Regions from separate parts of the Gossypium arboreum genome. Here region 1 is linked to region 2. A link is a contact called in public Hi-C data. All regions are on one chromosome and are shown on one strand. The core of a region is the stretch at or near the end of the contact, and the rest is flanking DNA. Distances in the headings are between cores, read along the strand shown.

Evidence for each region. Hi-C and Micro-C count contacts between places; a contact is called where the count stands out from the background.
Region 1: a Hi-C map of leaf shows a contact between it and region 2, with 6 times the contacts expected there. The contact joins the promoter of LOC108484393 here to the promoter of LOC108486534 in region 2. A contact is called at or near these places in 3 of 5 Hi-C or Micro-C datasets (all in leaf).

Annotation. Positions count from the first base shown.
Region 1 is chr6:110,648,845-110,655,775 of ASM2569848v2, reverse strand. It overlaps LOC108484393, which reads right to left and starts at 4,708. Exons shown (of 7, transcript XM_017788165.2): 1 at 4,280-4,708; 2 at 3,988-4,090; 3 at 3,745-3,865; 4 at 3,254-3,375; 5 at 3,022-3,143; 6 at 2,584-2,743; 7 at 1,468-2,202. The coding sequence starts at 4,430. The coding sequence ends at 2,130.
Region 2 is chr6:109,949,793-109,956,606 of ASM2569848v2, reverse strand. It overlaps LOC108486534 (serine hydroxymethyltransferase 3, chloroplastic-like), which reads left to right and starts at 3,427. Exons shown (of 11, transcript XM_017790637.2): 1 at 3,427-3,564; 2 at 3,911-4,323; 3 at 4,414-4,588; 4 at 4,680-4,797; 5 at 4,888-5,000; 6 at 5,111-5,233; 7 at 5,590-5,694; 8 at 5,816-5,902; 9 at 5,991-6,098; 10 at 6,499-6,571; 11 at 6,665-6,814. The coding sequence starts at 3,944.

The sequences.
Region 1 (6,931 bases), core at 3,459-5,958, 700 kb before region 2:
CATTCAATGCTGAAAGCCATACTTTTATATAGTCGAGGTGAGTGACAATTGATTCAGAAAATTTTTCGAGTGAGTGGTAGAGGAAAAACGCGCCCTACGTGGAGCGTTTTCTCACTACCACTCTCAACTCCTACAATTTCCCACTCACTCATCAGATATCCCGAGATTCTCGAGATAATATTTTCTGAAAAATTCTTATCGACCTCAATCTACCATAAGCTACGAGTGATCAAAACTCAATTGCATTCGAAAAAATTGAAAAAACGAACTAAGAGTTAATCGAATCGAGTAGTTCGAGTTTTGATTTTGAATCAAATTAAAATTTACAATTCGAATATATAATTGGTGTAAATATGATTATTGTAAATACTCTTCTGATACCTATCATTTTTCATTTTTGAAAATTACATCGAATTGTGCTCTAAATAATTTCAAAATTTTAAAATAATATTAACTTTATAACTTAAAAATTATAAAAAGTTTAATTATTAAAGTTGTAATAATATATGAGAAACAAATAAATTATAAATTATTAAAGTGTAAAAGTGCAATTATATTGACATGTAATTTCATAAAAAAAATAAGAAACGAGAAATTTTGTAGGAGGGCGAATTAAATTGTATATTTTTTATAATAAAAATACAATTTTACTATTTTAATAACTTCTAGAGAATTAAATCAAATTTTTATTATTTTTGAGGTCAAAGTACTAATTTAAATTTTTATAAATTATTAAAGAGGGCAGGGGAAAAAAATCATTTTACTAGCTCCGCCATGGACAAACCTATCATTTTTGTTTTATACACTCTCTGTTAAGAGAAAACAGATAGAGAGAAGTTTAATATCAGTAGGCAAACCATCCCTTTTGCATTAACTTAAAACCGAAGTAAAATATTTATTCTATAAAAAACCAAAGTAAAATTACTAGGTATTTTGGCAGTAGAATTTTTTAAAAAATAACGGGCTCTTTTAATAATTTTTTAATTTTTTTTTTTTTGGATTTCACTAAATTTTAGTTTTGGGGAATGGGGACATAACATAATCTCAAGGTTTTTATTTCAGGAGGAATAAACAAAATTCCTAAAAAATTATAATTGAACAACCCAAAGAAAATCTGAAAAAAGGGCGTATTGAGTTTTGGTGGTTGAGTTGAGAGTTAGTAGTAGGTAAAGCATGATCATCTATTCATCATATTTCATGCTTCCCTTTTTCCTACCAAATTACAAGCATTTGTTATGATGTCATTTTTCTTATTGAATAAAACCGTAAAACCAATGTCTGAATTTGGTAATACGATATAAGTTGATATGGATGGTGAGACTTCATCTTCCAAGTCATTTCCCCTTACCTAAGCTACCATCCATGAAGGACAATGATCATTCAAGCCAAGGGCTTCCCTTTTACCAGTCTTAAATTGATAAAAGGCAAATAGAGTATGCAAGCCTGTATATGGACACACTTTGGTGATTATATAATAAAACAAATGTGCATTTAGAAGCATCTTGATTTGAAGTTTACTAAGCTCAATTCAAAATTGACATTCAAGATTATCCTCCAACTTCCAACATACCTGGAAAAAGAGGAGGATGAAACCGGGAAATCTTGTACCAATATTTTGAGCATGAATTTCCAAGAAAAAAAAAAAAAGAGAGTAACAATTCATGGTTCATATCTCAATTAGACATTTGCTACATGAAGCTCTCACTAGCATGTCCATTAAGTTCTCCACAGGCCATTGCCATTGTCACAGTCACCAAATCAGTATAATTCATGTCACATTATAAGACTTGTATGGTAAAACTATGAAAAATGGGCAAAAAAAGGAGACACCATGCTAGCAAAATGTATATTATAGTATGGTCACGAATCATGATTTGACACCCAGAAACCAACTCGGTCTAAAGTGCAAATCCGGAAAGGTGGATGGTTAATGGATTCTACTTGCCTTTGTTCTTTGCGGATCCAGAGTAATGCAGAAAGCATGGGAGAAGAAATTTCATCAAGTTCTTCATCAGAACTAAATGGTAATCATGTCATTTGTTGTCAGCTCCCATGGTTCTTCGTATAAAAATTTCTCAATCACAGTGAATGCTGCCATAGGAATGCCTTCATCCTCTTTGAATTCTTCATCAGGGACATTCTTTGATTTCACCTAATCTGTCATGACTTCCACTACCAAGTAAGAGAAAACAATAACTTTTTCTGCAAGTCATCAGCAACAAAATGTAATTTGTATAAAGATCAAATAATTTACAAGGACATCTTGAACTCGATCCATTCATTGCAGTTAAAAAAAATAAAGATGTCTTAACTGCATAGCAGTGTGAAGATTAAACAATCGACTCAAGTAATTCAAACAAACAAACAAAAAAAAGGATAGGATTCCCAATGCAAAGAAATATATAGAACCAAAATGAAACACATTGAGCCCTTGCAAACACTCGGACATTGTAATAACACTTCCAAATGCCTTAATGAAAGAAGCATTTCAGTCATTACATTTGGATTATTGGAAAACTTTGTTCATATGAAATGCTAAAAAGCATCTAAGAATTTCCATTCTGAACCTTAAAATTTGAATACCTCGGGAATCTGCAGCTCCTATGCATAAGCATAACTGTAACCAGAACAGGGGCGATTGCAGAACACAGGTGCTCCAAGGAGTGTCCACTGATAATATAATTATTTGCGCGGTATATCTTCATGTCAGCTAGAGCTTCCATTTTGGCCAGGATGAAAACTCCTGTACCAGATTGTTATCGTATTTTTAAGCAAACCAACATTCTTGAGAGCAAGGAAAGAAAATACAATATACTCCCAATGCTTTTCGAAAACAGAGAGAACGAGAGAGTATCAAATGACATAAAGATTAAAGAAGACAATCCAAAGGAAGCATATTCCATACAGCTCCTAGCATGCTAATTGTAGTAAATCCACAAATTTCTAACCCTTTTTCCACATGATTATTTGCTTGAAGTGGGATTTCCATGTGAGGCGGGAAAAGGAAGACAAATGACATACCTACCGTCCAAAGCCAGTATCTAGAGTGGGTATATTTAGGTGGGAACAAAAATGTCATGATCGGAATAGCAATGCACGGAATTAACTGGAATATCATGCACAACCGAAGATCATTAAATGTTCTGCAAACAATAATCGAGTCTTATTCAGCCAAAACAAATCGAAATCTGAATGACAAGCATTGACCAATTCAGTGAACAGATGAAAAGATCATCTCAAGAAAGAATCAAACCTTGCATAACTCGTGCTTAGAACAGCAAGAACTACTAGTGAAAAAAGGCAACTTAATCCAATTCTTTCTCCGAGTCTCTCGAGTATAAAAGTAGAAAAAAGAGAGGAATAAGCAATCATCATCTGCACATATGTGAATTAATTTGATGTTATGGAGCATTTGACAGAAATATGGTAGTAAAATTCCAAAGGGGCTATGATTGTGGATGAAATAGAATGGAAACTCATCTGCAATTTCTGATTCTTTCTATGTAAAAAGACAATAAAAACACCAAATTAGAAACAAAGCAAGTGAGATTTCAACTATTTGGCATTCAGCAATGAAGCGCAAATTCGAAGAATAGACAAAAATATAATATTGAAGTTCATGGTTTCAACTACGGCAAATAGCTGTGTTAAGAACAACATTTGAATGATGGAAACAACCATCAAGAACCGAAAGCTAGAGGAACAAATAAAAAAAATATAAAGAAGTAAAGTTGCAAGGCTAACCGGCAAGGTGTCCAGCAGTACTCGATTGTCATCAGGCCTGAGATGATAATAAGCAGAACCAAAAGCCACACTAGCAGTTCCTCCATAGAAAAGCAGCCAGCCCCACATCTCTCCTGGCAATCTGCCACCAATCCACCGTCCATAAACATCAGTTAATCAGCAAATGGTCATAAATTTATCCTTTACAAATTACAACTTAAAGAAATCTAATTTTTTTTTAAAAAAAGGGGGCAAGAAAACAACCTTATATTGAAAAAGCTTCCTCCTCCAAGGCAAAGAACAAACCCAAGAACACCCACAATCAGAAATGGGAAATTGGTGATCACATTCAACGTGTTAGGAACTCCTATAAGCAAAACAATGAATGAGGAAACATAAAATTTTGCAAATTTTCCCTTTTAATGTACAATTTTCTCTTCTTCTTTTTTCCACATCCCATCCCATCCCATCCCATCCCATCCCATCCCATCCCATCCCATACCTTCACTTCACTTCACTTGTTTCTTAGAAAACACGATGTAAAAGAAAGAGTTACCTACGAAGTTGCGCATGTCAGCATAGAGATGGTTCCTGTAAGAAAGTGGGATCTTTGGAGTAACCAACATGATGAAAAGCCAACAAAGCAATGCAACTCCCCATGTTCGACTTCTTCCTCTTCCTACCTGTTGATTCACCATCCAAACCATTGTTTCCTCTTTTTTTTTTTTCTTTTTTCTTTGAAAGAAAAACTGTCAACTTTTCCTTCTCTGTTTCCACTGTCTATGTTTGGGTTTTTTTTTCTTATGATCTGCTCTATACTTCCGGGGAATATTTTTCTTCGGCTTTATGTTCGATTTTGCATTTGTTTTCATTCGAATTTGACGATGTTTCATATGTGTCCCCCCCCTTTATCTTCTCCCAACATGGGCTATATAGGCCCTTTTTCTTTCTGAGGCTGTTTTCAGATTACATAGACCTGTAAATAGGGTCCAAAAAAAGAAAAATAAAATTTCTTTCCTTTTGTGAAGGCCCAATCTTGAATTATGGTAAATTTCTCTAAGTTGGCACATGAAGGCATGGCTTTAAGCCTCTTGCCTTTCATTTATTCACCAAACCTATCTGTGTTTAAAATTTCAATTATATTAATCTCGGGTTTAACTTTTAGACAATCTCTCTTCCTTAATCTTTTATACAAAAATAACTTCTTTTTATATCTCATTGAGTCAATCCTTACACAAATTCTCCTTTTCTTTTTGAAATTCATTGAAAACTTCCTTTACATCAACTCAAGTAGCACAGGTGGAAACAAGCATTACAAATTTGGGGAAATTTTTATACGATTCAAACCCTAAATTTGATGTTCACAGACTTAAAATCCATATGGAATCTTACCACTGCATTAGTATTTTATTCAGAACACTGTTATATTATTGATAAAATTATAACCTTGATACAAACAATCAACAATACAATCTGGTGATAAATCTAATTAACTTTCAAAATATTATCCAAGTTAAAGCCTGCAGGCTTAAATCAATATTCATTTTCATTATTATATTATATTTTTGAGTGATTGCTTAATACATAAGCGATAAAATAAAAATTTTTAACTTCTCAACCGGTGTGTAGATCTTGCTACATGTCATATTCACTTATTTATTGCTTTTTTAACTACAATTTAAGGACACATTCTTTCATAAAAGAAAAAAAAATTAAAGACATGACAATACCTCAACTTCACTTGTGGAGTTAAAGATTTTCACCCCTGTTAGTATATCAAATAATTATTTGTATATTTTCAATTATAGATGTCTATATATAATTTGGTTTCAATTCCTCTATTATGATTAAATATTATTATTAATCCTTATACTTTATTTGACATAAATGTCATTAATTAGTCTGAATAGTCATTAATTATTCTTGTTAAATTGTTGGTGTTGATATTTTTTCTTAAAAACATTGTTAAACCAAGGCTGTCCATGACTGATGTTTCGACTCTTGTTCAAACACTTATTCAGACAAGACCTTGGGACAACCGAAGTGATGTGAGATGTTGACGTTTTTTATTTGGGCCTTCTAATAGGATTTTACCATAAGCAAATGGATCCAAGGATGTATTTGTTTCATCTCAACCTTGTGGATCGAAATTGATGGCTTAAAGAAGAGCCGATCGACTTGCTTACTGGATAAGGCTTATCTTATCTTTTAGCCTTGGTGATTTATGTGTTGATTTTACTTGATTTATTGGGCTCTATCTTGGGATAAGTTTTGGAGTTTACTTATTTAGGATCATTATGCTACTAAGGATGCATTTATCTCTACAAAATATAATCAGGAAGGTTGCCTCATTTGGCCATGAATAGACAACTTATTCGCATGAATGGATGCATCTTTTGGAAGTGCTTGTAACAACCTAATTTTAAGTGGTGTCAGAAAATGCAGTTTCAGAACTTCATTTCTGTAAATCGAGTTTGCGAGGATGAAATATAAAGATTAATGAAGTTGTTATGAAAAAAAATTGAAGATTGATTAAGTAATTTAACAGAGAAAATAGTTAATTAAAGCTCAAAGACTAAATTATAAAAGTCCAATCGCTATCAAGTTTTAATTTAAAAAATACTTGATTACCTAGTTAGAAATAATCCAAAGACAGAGGATGCCACGACACACCCCTGAAGCTGAGCTTGAGCCAAGCAATCTGACTTTAATGTCACAACATAGAGAGCAATGGATGTCGCGACACCAGCCTTGTACGTAAAGCATTAACGAGTTGAGGGCATTTTGGTTCGGACAATGAAATTTAATGTAAAAACGTCAGCCGAACTAGGGCTAGGGACGAGACCAACCCTAATATTATAAATAGGGTTGATCAAACACTTGAAAAACATCTTTTTTGTAACTTAGAATTTTCTTTTCAATTTAGTTCTTAGTTTTGAGTTTCTTTTGTACTTAGGATTTCTTTTCAGTTTATTTTTGTTATGCAAAGAATCTGACTTGTGCATTCAACAAACTATTTGAGGATTTCTGCACTTTAATCGTTCGAATACAAATAAGGATTTCCCTTCACTTTTACTCTTGATCTATTTCTTATGTTTACTTTATTCATCAAGTTTATATTATTTATGGGATCCATGACGAACTAATCCTCTTATGGGGGATTAGCGAGTGGACGTGGGATTAATTAATTTCTATGTAGGGTTTCTTA
Region 2 (6,814 bases), core at 2,178-4,677:
TCACGACATGGATTTTAATGTCTCGAGACATGCCATTATCGAAGAAAAATAAATAAATAATTTCTTAAAATAAAATGAGCTCTGTCTCGAGACATGGAGTTCTCTGTCTCGAGACATAGCATTGAAACTTGATAATTGAGTTGGATTTGAGTCCTAACTCTAAAATCAACCCCACAATAACTCGTAACTTATTGAATTAGAATCCTATGTATAAATGAATTTACGTATATGAACATAATGGGTGATTTAATTGTTATGCATGGTAATTATGATCTAAACTTTGTGAACATGTGCTAAGTTAGTTCAAGTTGTTTCGATAACATAATGTGACATCATATATTCGGATCTGGTGAACGGGTCGTGTGTGGTGTTACAAGTCTTCTTATGTTTTTTTCCTTAAATTGTTTTATGTATAAGATTATTATTTTATTTATAAAAATATTATTTTAATTAATAAATTTTGTGTTAGAAAATGGGTATTCATTTATTTATAAATATTTTTATAATTTTGTATGTATTTTATAAAATTTTATGTAAATTTATCAAAAAAATAAACTTTTAAATTTTTTTAAATTTTTTTAAAAATTTAAGAATCAAGACTAAATTAACTAAATGTGTAAAGTTGAGGGTTAAATTTGTTGAATTTTTAGAATTAAGACCAAATTGATAGAATATGTTAATATTGAATAGATAAAATTTTATTATGTCAATAAAAATATTTCATAATGAATGAGTAAGCAAAATATTAAATTTCAATAATGTTAGTGATTAAAATAAAATTTTTAAACCTATATGATCAAAATAGAAATACGCTAATAGTTAAGTAACTATTTTTATGGTTTATCTAAGATTAAATTCTTTTATTTTTATTTAAATATTTTACTTTATAGATGACATAATTATTATTTTTTGTCAAAATTTATTGTTGGTGTACTTGGTAAATATACTTAAAAAATAGAAGGATTAAGGGTGTAAAAGCTTTTGAATTTTTTCAAAAAAGTAATTAAGCTTTTGTTTTTTTACTCAATTGAGTATCTAAATGAGTAAAATGCATTAAAAAGATTCTTTGACAGTTAACATTAATGACCTTTTCTTTTTGTTTTTTCAAGTATCTTTACCATGTGTGACTAGACCTGATCATGGGTTGGGCCACTCGCTCAAGCTCGAAAGCCCACTTAAAAAGTGAGAGGGTTTGGGCAAAAATATATACTTGAAAAATGAGTTTAGACAAAAAAAAGGCCCATTTTCTAAACGGGTCAGGCCTCGGGTAAGATTTTTTTGGCTCGAGCCTGGATTGACCCGAATTTGCCTAAAATTTTTCATTGTTATTTATTGACATTTTAATGTTGTTTTGTTGCCATTTTGTTATTATATTACTATTTTTCTGTTGTTATTGTTTGGATATTGTATAACTCTTGTTTTACAATTAATTTTCTTACTATTTTAGAGGCATTTGCTTACTAAGTTGTAACTATTGTAGTGTTATTTAAATATAAAGACTTTTTCTTAAAATGTATTTTCAATTTGTTGAGAATAATTTATTTTAATATTTTTAGTGTATTTGATGTTTACTTTTTAAAATTTGTTTTTATATAAAAAATAATATAAATTTTTTAATACGCCGGGCCGAGTTGGACTCAAAGTTAGTATTTTTTTATCTAGGTTGGGCTTAAACAAAATTTAAGTCCATTTTTCGAGTTGAGACTTAGAAAACAAGCCTAAAAATTTGCATTAGCTCCACCCAAACTCGATTCATGATCAGGTCTAATTGTGACACTTGAAAATGATAAAAATAATAATAATACAAAAATATTGAGATATTATTTAAAATTTAGAAAAAATATAATATATAAATATATAGGAAAAAAATTAAAGGTTATAAGATTTAATCTCCATCAAGTGTGCGGTGGTGTTGTAATATATAAAATATTTTTAATCCAGTGTATTAATAGTATGAAAGGTGGAGTTGGTAACTTGGTCGTCTCTTCTTCCGCCAGCTTAGTTCATTGGCTTCTTCAATTTTTTTATATTGAAATTACGTTGAATATTCTCTGCTATTATTTGAAAATTTCAGTTTTAAGACATGCCTAAAGACCATTATGGAAGGTCAGAATTTTCGTTTAAACTAGTTTTTAATTGCATAGTTATAGTTAATTTCTTGAGACCTCCTAAATTTGATCAAAACTGATGGAGAATAGTGGAAGATAAGCTTGGAGAAAGAGGAGTAGTTTGAGTAAGTTTGATTGGTGAACTCTAAACCACAATTTAATGATTGATATGATAGATCAATACTCATCGAGAATAGAAAACATACATTAGATTCAAGTTGATTTGATAATTAGTGTGGAGGATCAGAGAAAAAAACTATTTAATTTTTAGTTCGTAAATTCATTACGTTCCAAAATTATTCATTTAAAAAAAATTAAATTGTAAAAGAGAAGGAGAAAAAAAGATTTTAATTGGTGCAGACGGTATAAACGGAGAAAGCCATATAACAATAATTTTAACAATTTAATAATTTATATAAAAACTTTTAAATAATTTAATTATCATTTTATAATTTTTTAAATTTAAGTAACTACAAGATAAATTTATTAACAATTTAGTAACTTTCTACATAGTTTACCCAAATTTCTAACCATTAGCATTTTTGGTAAACCTTACAAATTTGGTTTACACTTTTTTTTTTTCTTAGCATAATTGAAGACTGGCATTTTCATGTAGTTGATTTCCCCCCAATATCACTTAATCAGGACTTAGTAGGACAAGTGGCAACATCAGAGCAGGTACATACGAGTAGATCCAATGGAACAACCCGCATGGAGGTTTTTCAACCCTCATAAGACAACTACCCAAATCTCCGCTATCCAATCCATTTTCGGCGCCGTTCGTCTTTTTCATTTTCTTTTACATTTATTTATTAATTAGGGTTATTCGCTAGATTAGTATTTGAAATTTAAAATATTTTAATTGAAATATTAAAGTGTTAATATTATATTAATTAGATTTTTTAACTTAAATATCAAATATTATTTTAAATTTGACACGAAGTATATTTAAAATAATTTATTCAAATTATAAATACATTTATATTTATTCAAATTATAAATACATTTATATTTGTTACATTGATAGTTTAAATATAACACATTAAAAAAAGTCTTTGTAAAATTTAGTGATAATATCTAATCTTTTATAAATCATCAAATTTAAATTATTCATGTAATAAAAATTTAGATATTAAAATTTTTATTTATCGACTTTAAATATACTTTACGTCAAAATTTAATGTTGAAATCGATGTTAGGATGATGGAAAGATACGATTATACAATATTAATACTTTGATAAATCAAATTCAACCTTTTAAGGTTTATGGATTAATTTAAATTTGGATCATAATGTAGGGCTTATCCTGCAATTAACCCTCTTTAATTTTCTTCTTTGCCACTATACTAAAGCAAACCGCTGTCGACTTTTAGGGTTTTAGAGTTTGAGCCACTTCAATCCATTGCACCCAAAAAGAAAACGCGAGAAAAAAAAAAAAAGAGAATCCTTCCAACAAGTATGCCCTTCTTTCTATATTTCTTGAATTATTCCTTCTTTCTTAAAATTTTGTTTAATTCGTTGCTCTCTCTAATTTTCATATCCAGTTATTGAGATATTTGTTTATTATCTGTATTTTAACTTAAGATAGATTGCTGTTCTTTAGTTTTCGTGTTTTGGCTTAACAGAAGAATTGGTAATGATCAAGTTCTAAAAGGAAAATACCTTTTTTTCTTTTTGCCTGTATCTCATGGGATTATTTAAGTCTTAATAGCTGTTCATTTTCTGCTTTAACATATAAATTAATTGATGATGAATTGAATTTCTTATTTTAATCTATTTGTTATTCTGTTGTAAATTTGCAGGTTATTTGTGAGAAATACTAGTGGGAAGTCAAAATGCAGGCTTGTAATGGAGCTGCAATGATGGGTTCTTTGCAACAGCCCATATGGGTCAAAGGGAATAGACCAATTTTTCCTTTAAAAGGGTATGGTCTTAAGCTCAACTCTGTCAAACCCTGTAGAGCTCAACTTGAAAGCAGCTTGGTTACTGGAAAGCCTCCCTCTTCGGACTCATTCCCTGTGGTCGAAACCCGATTTGTGGACCATGGCCTCAGTGAAGCCGATCCCGAGGTTCGTGCTATTATTAACAAGGAGAAAGAGAGGCAATTCAAAAGCCTTGAGCTTATTGCCTCAGAGAACTTTACATCCCGAGCAGTAATGGAGGCAGTTGGGTCATGTCTCACAAACAAGTATTCCGAAGGACTACCTGGTAAAAGGTATATCGAGTTAAGCTAAATGCATAGAGATGTGATCTTTGTGTTTTTGGATTTATTATTTGCAGCTAATGATCTTAATTTTTATTGCAGGTACTATGGGGGCAATGAGTACATTGATGAACTTGAAATACTTTGCCAAAAGAGGGCTTTGGCAGCATTTCATTTGGATGAAAATAAGTGGGGCGTTAATGTTCAACCATTGTCTGGTTCTCCTGCTAATTTTGAGGTTTATACAGCAATTCTTAATCCGCATGATCGAATAATGGTAAGATACTTCTGCCGAACTCTGCTGCTGTAACTTAGTTCTCTCTGTTCGATAGTGCACATATAAATGATTCTTAATGTAACTGGTATAGGGTTTGGACTTACCACATGGCGGACATTTGTCACATGGATTTATGACTCCTAAAAGACGTGTATCTGGTACATCAATCTATTTCGAGTCAATGCCTTATCGGCTTGATGAATCCACAGGTAACTCATCGTTATTGTTAAGACTTAATTCGTTTAGTGGTTGGTATGCTTGCTTGGTGGTTGATTTGATTTGTCTTAAATTTGGAACAGGCCTAGTTGATTATGACATGCTTGAGAAAACAGCTACCCTCTTTCGACCAAAACTCATAATCTGTGGTGCCAGTGCATATCCTCGAGATTTTGATTATCCTCGCATGAGGAAGGTAAGCATTGATGTGCTTGTTGGTTGTGCTATATAGTCTGCCGTACTTTACTATCATTTAGTGACTTTTTTTAAGCATTTAACTTAATTGGAATTGATATCTGTTGGAAGATCGCAGATGCTGTTGGTGCATTTCTCATGATGGATATGGCTCATATAAGTGGCCTTGTTGCCGCTTCTGTAGTTGCTGACCCCTTTGAATATTGTGATATCGTGACAACAACCACACACAAGGTTTGGGATGAATATTTTCAAATGCTGTCTTGAACCATATGCATGTTAAATTCACTTCACATAGTGCTAGTTTTGCTTGTTGAAACATTAATATTTAAGGTAACTTGAGAAAATCTACTACCTTGTAGCATGGTAAATCTCGCTTGATTCTTTCCCTATTTCACTTGCCCTTGTGTAGCGAAGAATGTCTTCACGTTGTTTTGATCATGATTTACTTATCATGTGCATTAGAATTTAAATAAGCTGCTTTGCCAATAATCTCACTGATACTTGTGTGTTCCAAATAGTACTATTACTTTGTTTGTGTTAATATGTTCGTTTGAATAACCTACTTGATTTTCTTTACTCATTTCCAGTCTTTGAGAGGTCCAAGAGGTGGCATGATCTTCTTCAAGAAGGACCCTGTTCTTGGAGTTGATTTGGAATCTGCTATCAATAATGCTGTTTTTCCAGGTTTACAGGTTAGTTTGATTGGTCTCCTTTGCTCCTATTACTAATCTGAATTCCCCATTCCATCCTTCTGCCGGCTTTCAAGTTATGGAACTAGTTATATCATGAGAAGCATAATGTTTGTATATGCAGGGTGGACCTCATAACCACACAATTGGAGGACTAGCAGTTTGCTTGCAACATGCACAATCACCCGAGTTCAAGGCTTACCAGAATCAGGTACTTTCCTTCAAAGATGAGTAATAAAAAAAAAAAAATGCACAGTTATGTGGTGATTAAGTCAAAATATGGGTACTTCATGCTGCAGGTAGTGTCTAATTGTAGAGCTCTTGCAAGCCGATTGGTTGAACTTGGCTATACACTAGTTTCTGGTGGTAGTGATAATCACCTTGTGCTTGTGGATCTAAGGCCATTGGTAAGTTACCATCTCTGTGAGACATGCAAACTTGAGTGGCATTTAGAAATTGACTCAAAACTGAAAACCTGACTCAACTCGACCAACCTTACACAATTTGGCTATAAAAAGTCAACAATCTGAATCCACCCAACCCAAATACAAATTGATCTGAACTCGAATTTGACCTGAACCCAAAATAACTTGGCGCAAAATGCACTAAATAGCCCCAACCTAAATAACTTGAACCTTAAACTGACAAACCTAAAAATTCAAAAACCCAAATAAACCTGATCAAAACCAACCTGATCTGCCCAATTGACAAGTCTAGAGGCGTAGGATCTCTTGTTTTTTTTATTCTCTTGTAGACACCCTAAACTCCTTTTGCCTCCTTTATATCAATGAACTTCTCCTGCAACAGGGTATTGATGGGGCTCGGGTGGAGAAAATACTTGACATGGCCTCTATCACCTTGAACAAAAATTCGGTGCCTGGTAAGTTCTTCCTTATTCCCCTTTTTTACCATTCATTTATAATTAACTTTTTCCCTTTTTATACCAATCCTTGATACATCTTAAAATTTGCAGGGGATAAGAGTGCACTTGTGCCGGGTGGCATTCGCATTGGATCGCCTGCAATGACTACCAGAGGATTTACAGAAAAGGAATTCACGGCTATTGCTGATTTCATCCATGAGGGCGTGCAAATCACTATTGAGGCTAAGGGATTAGCTTCTG